Linked DNA regions of Zea mays: all the other regions are linked to region 1. Evidence: chromatin contacts called from public Hi-C data. All regions are on one chromosome and are shown on one strand. The core of a region is the stretch at or near the end of the contact, and the rest is flanking DNA. Distances in the headings are between cores, read along the strand shown. Region 1 has its middle 120 kb from the start of LOC100274637. Region 2 has its middle 43 kb from the start of LOC118476007. Region 3 holds the start of LOC100281613 (serine carboxypeptidase).

Region 1 (4,499 bases), core at 1,628-4,127:
CTGTTTTGAATCATGTAAATGTTACCGTAAATCTAATATTTATGCTCTTTTCCCTTTATGCTTATGGACAATAATACACACATTTTAATTTATTCTGTTTTTACCTACTTTTTGCAGAGCTTGTCAGATTGTTTAGTTCTCTTTAGGGGTACCCATACGCGCGCTTGCGCGCGCCAACCGTGCCTTACTCAATGGAGAACGGTAGTGTAGATGCAATGCACAACAAAGTTATTGTTTTTTTGTGTGTATGTTTTCTAAAAATAATTGTGAACATCATCTCTACATACTTCCTAAGAACGTGTTCCGATAACAATTATGAACATCATTTCATAACTTTTTACTATTTTCCTTTTCCCCCATCACATAAATTACTGAAGAACTCCATACTGAAACTACTTGAAATGCATACGTACTAAAATTATTTACCTGTAGTTTTCGACCAAGTTGTGGATACCACACCCTGGAAGAGTTGGTGGCAGATTCTTCATAAGTATGGAATGCCTACGATGCTGAGCTTGGTGCTTGGTGGCAATAGGTGCATACAAAAACTATTAATTATTGTCATGTGTTCCTGTTTCAAGCTCATATGCAACAGTAATAGGTTTCCATTAGTTTAGATGTCCCATGCAAAGAAGTAAACACCACCCAGACTTTCTTCTTAGTTTGCTATTATCACATCCGTACTCATCATGCACACGAAACATTTTGTTCTTTACAGCTCAAAGGTAGAAGGAAGACCTTTAAGCTGCCCACTTTCTGACAATGTAGGTTGTCATAGTAACTATGAAATGGATTTGGCACCAGTATTTGATATTTGCTGACATCTAGCATCACTCTGAAGGCACATGACGAGCTTTATCGATGGTTTGACAACGATGACGCGCTGGAAGAAGCAATGGGTGGAGAGTACGTTCTTTGTTTCTTATTTAGGTACAAATTAAGATCTCACAAACGGATTTAACACCGCGCGCAGAACGAGCGACAATACACTAGTTGTTAATGAAAGAGCCCTACAAAATAGGGCCTTAGATAGAATGAAAGAGTTGCACCTAATGAAACACACCCTAAGTCTCACCATAAGTGTTAATAATGTGTGCTGCGTGTGGAGCGAATTATTCTTGAGAGATGTAAATATGTTTAGAAAAAAATTCAAATTACTCCCCTCATTTATGGACAATGTTCACGTGACCCGCTAAAGTATTTTTAATTCATTTTACCCCTTCACTACTTTGAGTTGATTCGATTTATCCCCTTTTTATTTCTTTATGTAGAAACTGAATTTTCAGTTCGAATTCTGTTGGTTAGTAGATGATAACATAATTTAGCCAGAAAAACATATTATTTTTTATAATTATTTTGATAAGTTAGGGGTCAAATAAGGTAATAACTTTAATGGTACAAAACTATATATGAAATAATAATGAAAAATTATTGGCATGTTTTTGACATAATTTATGACGTTCTCAATGAACTTAGAAAATATAAACTTGAAAATTCAACTTATACATAAAAAACCAAATTTTATTAGAGGGTGATGCGTCTTTTTTTCATGTACAAATTGTATTTTCCCGAGTAGTCTTTTGGCTGGCCCAACGGGCCACCGGAGGTTCTTACATTGGTTTCGCGTTTCCGCAGGCACAGCTATGCTCGCACCGTACGTGTGTGAATGGCTAGGATGGCCGCTGGGAACGAGCTCACCAATTACACGAGCTGAAGAGAGAGACTCGGCTGACGAGCCACACTCTAATATATATAATTATATTATATAGTAAATTATTAGTATATAAATATATAGACATCATTTATCATTACAAGTAATCTAAATTATAAATTGTTATATATTTCCTTCAATGTCCTATTAATTGTCGTTTTGGATAAAATTTAGGTCAAACTTTTAAAATTTTGACTACAAATAACTATTTTGTTATTTAGTTTTAAAACCTAATATTTATATGCACTGATTTGTCTTAAAAGTATTTTTATAAAAAAATATAGATGTATTAAGACTTTATTTGTATTTTAACAGAAAAACATTGGTCAAATCTATATTTTAGAGAATATCGTTGTCATAAACGACAATTAATAAGACATCGGAGAGAGTATCTATTATGAAACGCTTAGAAACAAAATAATTATCTATAAAATTATACAATATCCATTATTATTTTATATATTAAGTAATTTGGTATAGCTCACGAGCCGGAACGAGACAGCTCCGCTCGCTATGACAACGAGTCCAAAAGAATAGCTCAGCTCGGCTCGCGAGGCACTCCGAGCTCGAGCCAACTCACGCTCGAACGGCGACGGTGCATGTATGGCACAAAGGTTGGTGACGAGACGAGTTCCCGAAACGCCGCTCTGGATCCGGTCAAAGAAAGAAAGCCCGCAAGCAGCCATGCAGATCTGCACCGCATGCAGATCTCCGGCCTGCATGGCATGACGGCGATTCCGCTTTCCCGCGTCGGTTTCTTCCTCGCTGTTTCTTCTGCCAGTGCGAGCTAGTAGTAGAGTAGCGGGAGGGACCAAGCGGCGGAGAAAACAAAATCTACGGTGGAAGCATGTGCATGGATAGCTAGTAGATACACAGATGGCTGGTCCGCCCGCCCCTACGTATCGCACGCCGATGCAAAGTATACATCGACGCGAATCGCGATGATGCTCTACGGCCGATCTTCGCCGCCGGTTGGTCATGGTCTCTGGTCGTCGTCGCGGCATGGCAAAGCGGCATCTAGTTCCCGAGCCGAGCTAGCTAGCGTCTGCATCTACCTTTCCAACGAACGCACCTTAAAAACATGTGCGCAATGAATGCCCCGTCGTCTACCGGTGCCGACTGTGCGCACGCCGAACAAGCAAGGCCTCAAAGTGAAAGAATCGGGAAAAGCACACCAGGTTCAGATCACACTCTCTCTGCCACCTCACACACACACAGATTCCTGCTCCAACCCTACTACCATGCATGCGGCACGCTTGCCGCCCCAACCAAGCAACGTTGCCACGGAAGCGTGCGTGCGTGCGTGCGCGCGCGCGGTTGCGTTCCACCAGTTGCTGGTCAAACCAAGCAAGCATATCGCGCCCACCGCGCGCCACCGGCCGGCAGTCGAATGTTCCCGGGCTGTCCTGTCCCTGCCTGACGGGTGACGACCGACCAGAGAGATGCCGCAACGCAAGCGCGCGTGCGCCTTTCCTTACGACGTCGTCGTCCATATGCCATGCGGTGCCTGTCCGCATCCGCATGCCTGCCTGCCCTAGCAGATTCCAGGCCGTCAGCTAGAGATCAGGGCTAAGCAGTCGCATCCCATCGCGTGCATGCGCTTGCTCTTCAGGCGTCATCAGCGCTCCACAACAATGTCGCTTGCATCGCCAAGAAACTGGAACCACCCTTCACCACCAGCAGGATGATGCCGATATTATGTTCAAACTAAACTATAGCTGCAAAACCAGCCTTCGTTCATCAGGAACACAACAATTGAAACAAGCAAACTGCCACTACAAGAATTCTACTGATCCCCGTCGGCCAGGGTAATTCCCGTCGGCTTTCGCTCTGGCCGACGGGAATAGACTAATTGTCGTCGGCCACAAAATAGCCGACGGGCATTATATTTATTCCCGTCGGCCACATCCCAAGCCGACGGGGATTAGTTAATCCCCGTCGGCCCTGTGTTCTGGCCGACGGGGATTAATCTTTTTAGAGCCCAACCGCGGACGCGCGGGCTCATTCTTCTTCGTTCAATCAAACCGCCCCTGCCCTGCCGGAGCGCCGCCGCCCCTGCCCTGCCGGAGCGCCGCCGCCCCTGCCCGCCCGCCGCCCTGCCCAACTGCCGCCCTGCCGGAGGCCGCCCCCGAGCCGCCCCGCCCGAGGCCGCCGTCGAGGGGCCCGACGCCCGCACGCCAAGCCGCCGTCGAAGCCGCCCCCTCCCCGCCCGAGGCCGCCGTCGAGGCCGCCCCCGGCCCGCGCCACGCCGCCGCCTAGCCACGCCGCCGCCCCGGCCCGCGCTGCGCCGCCGCCCCTGCCCGACGCCCTGCGCGCCTAGCCGCGCCGCCGCCCCTGCCCGAGCTGCGCCGCCGCTGCCCCACGCGGCCACCGCCCCCGGCCGAGCGCGCGACGCCGCCCCGACCCGCACCCCCGCCTCGAGCGTCCCCACACCGCCCCCGGCCCACCCGAGCTGCGTCGCCCCTAGCCCCCGTCGTCCGCCGTCCGCCCTCAACAAGTCGCCGCCGTCCACAAGCGTCGCCGTCCCTAGCCCACCGTCGTCCGCCGTCCGCCAGTGCCTCGACGCACCGGTCAACCACCGAAACCGAGGGCTCGCCATCCGGTCCGCGTTCAAGTTCGAGTCGTCGAGGTATAATCTTATTTCTAAATGTGAATTAATATGTGATTATTTTCGTCGGTTTTTTGTGGCCGACGGGAGTTATGCATTATACTTGCTAGTTTTAATATTATGTGTGGCTTGATGTTAGGTAAATATTAATTCTATTATTATAGTTGATTTAACAAATGA
Region 2 (4,753 bases), core at 1,668-4,167, 150 kb after region 1:
GGACTCCTTCCTGCGTTCGCAAGAACCTGCAGGTACGTTTCGTGCATTCTTTTACCACTCCTAGCTAGTGTCGTGTCGATCTGGCGCGTAGAGAGTTGGACAAAGTCGACCGTGTACGTATTCTTGTACGTACACGCCGGCCAAAGTTTCAACCCCCCCCCCCCCCCCCCCTCTTTCACACACACACTAACGCGAGAATTAAGTCCAAAAGCGATCGATCAAATGCGATGAAAAAAATGATAAGCAAAGTAGGCAGGAATAAATCATTACTAGAGACGCTCTCTTTACCGAGTGCCACATACACTTGCCAAACCCCTCAAATGCACTCGACAAGTGTTTGCCGAGTGCCTCGGTAAACAAAACATCGACAACGGTCCTTTTGCCGAGTATTTTTTATCGAGCACTCGGTAAATATTTTGCCGAGTGCCAAGTGCCAACCAATACTCGACAAAGTAAAGCTCATGTGGGTCTGATGCGCAGTAACTTTGCCGAGTACATTGACTATAGCATGCGGCAAAGAAAGTTTCCCAGAGTCTAGTTGTGCATCCTTTGCCGAGTGCTATGGTCATGACACTCAGCAAAGACCCACTTTGCCGAGTGGCCAGAGATCCATTTTGTATTTGATTTCATTATTCCATCCGGATATACATCACAGTTCAACATAGTTGTCTTCCTAAAAAATCTAACAAATCTACGATTATGAGCACGATTAATATACTTCAGGAAAGCATCAGTAGATCCATGCTATAGAGGAAGATCATCCCTATCTATGAATTGACATAGTTCAACATAGGCAACAATAGTAGAATACTCCTAGCGAACAAGAGAGCCATCTGAATTGAACTTAAGAATATAGTATATTATGTCATCCCATTCCTTTTCTTTCTTGCATTTGTAATTCTCTTGGTGCTAGAGCAAGTGCGTAGTAGCATAATTAAATCTAGCACTCCATGTGCTCTTGCAATGATGGAATACGACAACATATATGACCAACTTACCATCTGCCATTTGTGTAAGCTCCTCAAAGTCAAGCCAGACGGTAGACGTAGTAGGCCTCTTCGTTGATATGATGTTGCTTCTTGTGGTTGTTGACCTCATGGAGCTTGTACCAACCTTTGCATGTGACGTAGCATCAAGGTCGATAGAGTTGTTGTGCTACTACTAAACATGGCCCCTAGGCATTCAACTCCTCATTATGGGTGTAGAGAAAAAACTCCTCTTGCTCATTAGACGGATCAAGGTCCTTGACTTCAACCATGGCCAACTTTCGCTCGTGCTTCTAACTCCTCAATAGTTCGTGACACTAGCATCGGCCAATGCGATATCCTGGCCCGGATTGATTTTGTGATATCTTAGCCCAAGACTTAATAGGATTGATATAATACTCATACCAACAAGGTGCATCTTCTTTTTTTGAAAGCCTATCTAGAAAGAACATCTAGGTTAAGCGTACTTGACCTAGAGCAATCTTGGGATGGGTGATCGACCGGAAAGTCTTCTCGGGTGCGCACGAGTGAGGACAAAGTGCGTATAAAAGACTCGTGTTGGTCTGTGAGGATGTTCTATGATCCTAGAGGGCTCCTATGATAAGTACCGCCAGTACAAGAGTGGATGGAGTGTTACAAATTGTATCAGAGCCGACCCTCATGGTTTCACAGGCATATGTGGGCTAGGGGTTCGGGCATTTGGTGCATGATGTATGTGGGGCCCAGAGTGGTCACATGGCATGGCATATGATGACACTAGACATAGACGTGGCCAAGAGGGCAGTTTCTTGGCTTGGCATTAACCGACAAGTACATCAATCTTCTAAGGGGGGGTAGGATTGCGATATCCTGGCCTGGATTGATTATGCGATAACTTGGCCCAAGTCTTAATAGTATTGATAGAATACTCATACCAATAAGGTGCATTTTTTAGATGCCTATCTCGAAAGAACCTCTAGGTTAAGAGTACTTTGCCTAGAGCAATCTTGGGATGGGTGACCGACCGAGAAGTATTCTCGGGTGCACATGAATAACGGCAAGGTGCGCACAAAAGACTCGTGTTGGTCTATGAGGATGATCTATTATTCTAGAGGGCTGTTATGAGTACCGCCAGTCTGAGAGTGGATGGGGTGTTATAGCCAACAAACTACAACCCTGGTTCAAAAAACATAGTGTTAGATAGTCTAGATCTAGATATAGAGGATGAAGACACAAAAAAGCAGGAAGGAGGATACTTCACTTGTGTAGCCGGAGCACTAGAGTCATCGACGAAGAACAACAGAGAATCCAGCCTAGGATGAGGAAAGGGGATTAGGGTTACAGTTACGGTGCCACAGATCGAGGAGAGGAGTAAGAGTTAGTTGATAAGGTCAAGGAGAAGCGAGGTTAGATGTGTGGCTATGGCATCCACAACATTATCGCTAGGGATGGAAGGGGCGATGCAGCGAGTGAGAGAGAAAAATGGGGTCGAAGGACACGATGGGTGGGGGAGGGAAAGCTAATGGCTAAGGTTAAACAGGGGGTCAAAAGTTTGGGTTTTTATAGGCGAATGATACATGGCTAAGGTCGTGTCAGACATTAGAATAATGACCGTGCCCGTGCCTCACACAATGGGTCAAATGCTTCATACTTAGGACGGCACGAGCATAGTGTCCACCATATCCCGCATCAAAACTAAGTCGGGTCAGGAATCGTATAATTGGTCCCTACTATTTGGATATCTATAATTTAGAATGTAAATGGAAAATATACTCATCCGTCCAGAAGCTTTTTTGTTGTTGTTGTAGTAGTTAATGACATCATTAGAGACTTTCACTATAGTTCTAACGGTCTGACATTGAATTTTTAATAATACTACTATATACAGTACTATTGTCATACTATTCCGCTACATATCTTTCGTGTCCCATCCCGGCCATCGAGATGCAGTACGCATGCTGTCCAGAATCTTACAGGCAAAGGTACAATAGTGTCCAGTCCACGCCCATCTGTGTCGCTCTTTAAATTGTATCGGAGTATTCATTTTCGATATATATATATATATATATATATATATATATATATATATATATATATATATATAATGTATATAAGTCCATTAAACGTAAGGTCGTCTCGAAAACAGATTTAAAAGGAGAAAACTTTTCTCTATTTTTCTGCAAAAATAAATTGGGCGGATGTAGAACAGTAAGTCAGTAAGGCCGTCTCGAAGACGGACTCCAGATTACAAAACCACAGCGGACGCAGGCAGGCAGAAGGAAGTTGCGAGGCTGCTTCGACGGCTAGCTGTCCTGTCCACCAGCGCAGGTGCGCGGCACTGGGTCTGGTCTGGGTCCCCGACAGAGTTGAGTCATGCAGATGCAGCGGCGGCAACCTTTCTCGCCGCCAGAGTCAAAGTCAGGCACAGAAGACTTCTTCTCTCCCACGCCAGATCGCAGAGCCAAGAAAAAAACAAAAAAATAAAAGAATAAAATAGGATCCTACCGTGGAATACTGTGACAGAATCAGCACAGTAGCGTCACATGCGATTGATGAATGAATATAGTTCGCATCACCATGCACGCTGCAGGTCTAAAGTTTGAGGCACGCACAGTCGCACACACCGGCCGGACTTGTCTGCATATACGTACAATTATGCGTCCATAAAGCTAACCTAAGGAGTACTAGCTAGCGTGAAGTTGCTAGTACATTATGATGCTGATGCTGATCTGGGGGAGTAGCCTAGAAACTGTGACTTTGACGGTCCAGCTCCATTAATTATGGAATCTTCCAAGGGGCGTGCATTTCAATAATGTTACATTACATGCGTCGTCCGTGAAAGTCGGCAGCGTTCCAGATTCTGGAATGGATCTTCCCCTCCCTCTACAAGCAAAGCAAGCAATCGGAATAGATTCATCACCTTATCAGACCTTGCATTGTTTTGTTTGAATATTATTGGATTTACCTTAATTCATATTTATTTGGATACATTTTAGTTTAAGTTTCATCCTAATCCATCTCAACATATATAGAATGGTATCAATAATCCGATAAACAAGACCTTATGAACCAAGGCAATGCTGCCTAGAAGCCACTACTACCAGGCCAGGTCTTTGTGTCTATAATAATGACATGTGGGTTTAAAGCCGTGTGCTATATGGAAGATATACATACACCCTCTTTGGTACCCAAAAAAAAAGTAGCGGTCCTCAAACTTGGCACGTTGTGTTATTTGGATCCTCAAACTCAGAAAACTAGGAAAAAAATATAATGGAGGGAGTTACATTTTTACATCGGACAATTCATGAATGAATTATACAATACTCTCTCGTCTCAAAATAGTAGTTGTTTTAGCTCTTGATTTTTATGTCTATATTCAAATAGATGAAGATGAACCTAGACACACATATAAAATATATACATAAAGTATTGTATGAACCTATTAATTAACTAAAATAAATTTTAATTTGGGACGGAGGGAGTAATTCTTTGGTCTCAAACTAGATTGTGAGAAGGCTCATGATGATGTTAACTAATCTGATTATGTGCGAATGTATTGAGATGGATATTGGGAAATTAAGCCTACGGGGTTGAAGTAAATGATGAGATAGTTCATTATTTTCAGACTCACAAAAGGTTACGACAAGGAGATCCTCTTTCGCAAATTATGTTCAATCTTGTGGTTGATAAGTTGGCAACGTTTATATATATCTACAGCAATGAACAATGTGCAATTCAGGGCTTTAGTGCCTTATTTACAAGAGGATGGCCGACTTTCTATTTACAAT
Region 3 (4,341 bases), core at 1,829-4,328, 240 kb after region 1:
AAAATATTTCATGAATCATTAGTCAAGTTACTTACTTAAATAATTATTATTGTATCTTAATCATTTTGCACAAAATAAAGAGTGAACCAAATTTCAAGTCGGGTACGGATCACCGCGGATTGAAATAGAAACTCACATCCGCACGCGCGAAACTTTGGGTCGGGTGTGGGTACACCCACGGGTCAAAATCTTCATCTGATTTTACGGGTTAAATTGTCATCCGTAGTGCTAAAAAATATTTTTTAATTCCTATAAAAAAACTAAATAGATAGACTAGTTGTTAGTCCGCTAGACTTAGTATATATCCATCTATATTTATACATATACCTAATATTAAATAGCTAAAAGTCTATCTCATGTTTTCGTCCGACTCTCCTTCACTACTGAACAATAGAGTGTTATTCTATCATATATTTTTTTAATTGACCCAAACTTATCACACATAATCATATAAGACATGTTTGCTTTTCTATGTACATTACTTTTATAATATAAGTATATATACATTATATCTAGATACATAATAACATAAAGAAGCTTTTGTTTTTTCTATATATATTATTTTTGCTTCTAAGTAGATATAAACTATGTCTAGATAAAAGTAGTGTACCTAAAAAATCAAAACATAACGAAGGGATAGTTTTTTTTACATATCATCCCAATGGTAACTTTCAGATTCATTTTTCTAACTAACACTAGTTAAGCAGTTTTAATACTACATTGCCTTTTGCATATCCTTTAAAGTTATAAATGTTATTTAAATACTGATTTATTCCTTTTTATGTATTATTATGGTTTTTCTAACCAACAGTGGATCTTTGGTTTTCTAACTACTCTCACTACTCTAAAATACTCTCCGTCTCTACTCTAAAATACTGTCTCTACTCTAAAATACTCTCCGTCTCAAATTCGTTATCTCTTTAGCTCTTAGTTTATATATCTATATTCAAATGGACGATTCATACACATACATCAATTATTATATAAATGAATTAAAAATCTACAATGAATTTTAATTTGGGATGGAGGAAGTACAAGATATCTAAGAAATCATATAACAGGTTTGAGTTAAAAAATTGCATGTAATAACCGTGAATAGATTTTGTACTTGTCGTATCTTGAGCTTGGTGATAGGTATTAATAGCAGGTACATGGTGCTTAGGAGGAATTAATGACCTAAATTATTTTACAATTTATGGTAGATTATGAATGTTTCAATTCCTTTAATTTCACGGAGATGACAGAGGTAACTTGATCATGGAATCAGGAACTTCTCAAATACTTCTAAACAGAATTGGCCTCCTTAGATTACCCCTCCCACATGGTTGTGGCAGTGACTTCGCTATTATTAAGTATGTCCATAACACTATATTGGTCATGGAAGCATGTCCAAAACAACTATACTTTCTAAAGGAAACCTGGACTCATTTGCAGAATCAACAGGTCTTCATGTCAACTACCACAAATCCAACAATTACTCCCTCAATGTGTTAGAAGAAAATATGAATATCCTTAACAATACCTTTCACTGCCAGATTGGGAAGTTCCCTTCACTTATTTGGGGCTACCTATGGGACACACCAAACCAAGACTAGAAGCTTTCTAGCCATTAATCAAAAAAAAAAATTGAGCGACGTCTATCAACCACTGTTATTTTACTCTCACAGGCTGACAGACTAGGAATTGGCGTGCAGACCAAAATTAGTGGTTTAGGAATTATTAATCTGAAAGCACACAATGAAACACTGCTGATGAAAAGTCTGCACAAACTCTTTAACATATTACAGCTACCGTGGGCCAACCTGATTTGGAGTAACCATTATAATCGTGGACAGGTTCCTTCGGCCAAAAAAGTGGGATCTTTCTGGTGGAATGATACGTTAAAAACCTTAAACACATATAAGGGCTTCTCTCGATTTACTATAGAAGATGGTCGTTCAGTCCAACTTTGGGATGATCCTTGGGGCACAGAGGTTCTCTCTGCTACCTATCTTAAACTATTTTCCTATGCCCTTAACAAAGACATCATCGTGCTACAAGCCAAACTGACCGATCCTACCTATGTCATTCGAAGCATATGGCCAGTTGAAAGGGAAATGGCCTTGAACCATTTTATATATTGATTTGTGGTGCTTAATGATCATCACAACCATTCGAACTAACTAGTTTGACTAGTATTTGATTTACATGTTCATAAGTTCAACAGTTCAATTTCTAAGTCAGAATCAATTCAAATCCAACCAAAAAGAGGTAAAACTTGGAATAGATGAACTAGCAATAGTTCTATAAATTAGATAAGTTCTAAATACCCCTAAGAAACTATTTGTCTCCGCTAAAAGGTTAGGTAGCTCAGGATCAACAATTCACACGTTTGGAGGTGATCCCCGGCTGGCCAGACATCCCCTACATGAGTAGCAGCAGCCAGCAGGCAGAGGCCGGGATACGTGCATCCGAAACTGACAGATCTCTGATGTAGCATGCCACAACTTACCAACAGTTCAATAGCCTGCTATCCGTGATTCGGTGGCCGATTAAAAAAGCCTTTCCCAATCCCATTGACGCCTGGTACAAGCTGTTGCTGAATTTGCTGCTCAGATCTCAAAAAACTGTTCAGATTATAACGTCACAGCACTGCTTCGTAGAACGAGAATATTTATGTACGCTTTCAACTGGCAGAGCTTCGCTCAGCAAGAATCCATCTTGCCAAAAGAATAACAGTCACCGTGCACTCAGAAAGATGAACCATGTACAGAACAAGTGCACTGTTATGTAGACCCCATCGGACAATAAAGCTGGAAAATACGTATTCGGGTCACGCAGCATGAAGTATCTTTCTATTTTTTATCCTATAATAATAGCAGCACGAATGGATGCCTCTTGGAACCTGTGATGCCAGACCGAGCGGGAGAAAAGAATGGAACAAGATACCTGACGCTGATGCAAGGCCAATCGCTCTTCTGGTTCATGTGCTCTTTAATTGACGATACAGATTCCGGCCATTTCAATCGCTATACATGGTCACTTCATCTTGCTTGAACGATGCTGCAGAACATATGAACAGAGAAGTTTTAAGTGCTAGGAAATACTCTTAAGAACGATGACGCAGAGCTAGTAATGGGGTTACATACGAACCGAAATCAGAAGAGATGCATTTGTCGTCCATTTCTAATCAAAGAACCCAGCGAGATAGATATCATATATAAGGAACCTCGAAACCCACCCAGAGTAGGCCAGACAAACAGCACCACCAGAACATGCAAAATCCTCGCCACAGGCGTTCTCCTCTGGTCTCCAAGATCAGAAGAGATGCATTTGTCATCCACTTGCTCTGCCTAGTGCTCACACAAACGTCGCTTGCTGATGAGGCTGGCCGGTTGCAGGAGTTCTCAAGGTCAAGAATGGAAATGCGACATGACAGTCTAGACAGTGAAATGTGGAGCATGGATCAGCCAGTTTATGTGGGTCTGCAAGATGGGCTGAAGAAGGCTGACAAGATCAGTGAGCTTCCTGGGCAGCCGGGGAAGGCCACCTTTGATCAGTATGCCGGCTATGTCACGGTCGATGAGACGTCTGGAAAGGCCCTCTTTTACTACTTCGTAGAGGCTGCTGCTGAAGATCCATCTACCAAGCCATTGGTCCTGTGGCTCAATGGAGGTAAGGAGCCTACTAACCATCACACAAGTGCGCTTCTATACTCTGCTTGCCTGCTGTTTTATTTGATCTTGTTAGTCTACCAAAAAGGGATGGGAACATAGTTGCCCTGACCATCCATTTGATACAAGCATGGTTTCATGGTTCAAAACTGAAAAACAGTTGGAACTTACTACAGATCAGCACCAGATACTAGTTTTTTTTTCTCTCTCTCCTGCTAGTGTCCTAGCAAATACAAAACATCCACAGTCATTTATTGGAAGAATTTATTGTTGATTGCATTAGTTGCTTGCCCAAGAGGGACGGAAAGGAAAACGGAAGCTGATAGTCCATACCTACTATCAGCCTTAGTGTGTTGAAGTGGAAAAGGAGCTGGCTATTATTTGCTTATATAAACAGGGCACAATTCTACAGATTGTTAGGCCAACTGACCTAAGTACATACTTTGTAGACCCCACAACAGGCTTTACATTTTAGACTCTCCTGACTCCCAACCAGTAAAATCTTAAATGATATAGTACGTATATGACTAATTTGGTACCAGAGTATCAACAACCCATAACCTTCATTGAAGTTCTGTATTGTGCAATGCCTGATTTTCAATCCTTGCATAAACTCAGGCCATTGTTCAATCATAAGCATCTTCTTTATTTTCCTGTTTTCTGATAACAGAATTGCACAAATATATTG

Evidence for each region. Hi-C and Micro-C count contacts between places; a contact is called where the count stands out from the background.
Region 2: a Hi-C map of tassel shows a contact between it and region 1, with 3 times the contacts expected there. The contact joins two enhancer-like sites. A contact is called at or near these places in 2 of 25 Hi-C or Micro-C datasets (ear and tassel).
Region 3: a Hi-C map of leaf shows a contact between it and region 1, with 4 times the contacts expected there. The contact joins the promoter of LOC100281613 here to the enhancer-like site in region 1. A contact is called at or near these places in 5 of 25 Hi-C or Micro-C datasets (ear, endosperm, leaf and 1 more).

What each region holds. Positions count from the first base shown.
Region 1 is chr1:66,983,919-66,988,417 of Zm-B73-REFERENCE-NAM-5.0, forward strand. No RefSeq gene overlaps it. Among protein-coding and RNA genes, the nearest start is that of LOC100274637, 120 kb to the left of the region's middle. Within about 2 kb of position 2,878, at least 17 of the 20 cell types and tissues checked have an H3K27ac peak or open chromatin away from gene starts, as enhancers often do. A contact at or near this core is called in ear, endosperm, leaf and 1 more, where this site is marked.
Region 2 is chr1:67,132,209-67,136,961 of Zm-B73-REFERENCE-NAM-5.0, forward strand. No RefSeq gene overlaps it. Among protein-coding and RNA genes, the nearest start is that of LOC118476007, 43 kb to the right of the region's middle. Within about 2 kb of position 2,918, at least 16 of the 20 cell types and tissues checked have an H3K27ac peak or open chromatin away from gene starts, as enhancers often do. A contact at or near this core is called in ear and tassel, where this site is marked.
Region 3 is chr1:67,221,546-67,225,886 of Zm-B73-REFERENCE-NAM-5.0, forward strand. It overlaps LOC100281613 (serine carboxypeptidase), which reads left to right and starts at 3,079. Exons shown (of 8, transcript NM_001370723.1): 1 at 3,079-3,654. The coding sequence starts at 3,255. LOC118476009 (a long non-coding RNA gene) reads right to left here. Exons shown (of 7, transcript XR_004855261.1): 5 at 3,133-4,341; 6 at 2,929-3,042; 7 at 2,107-2,792.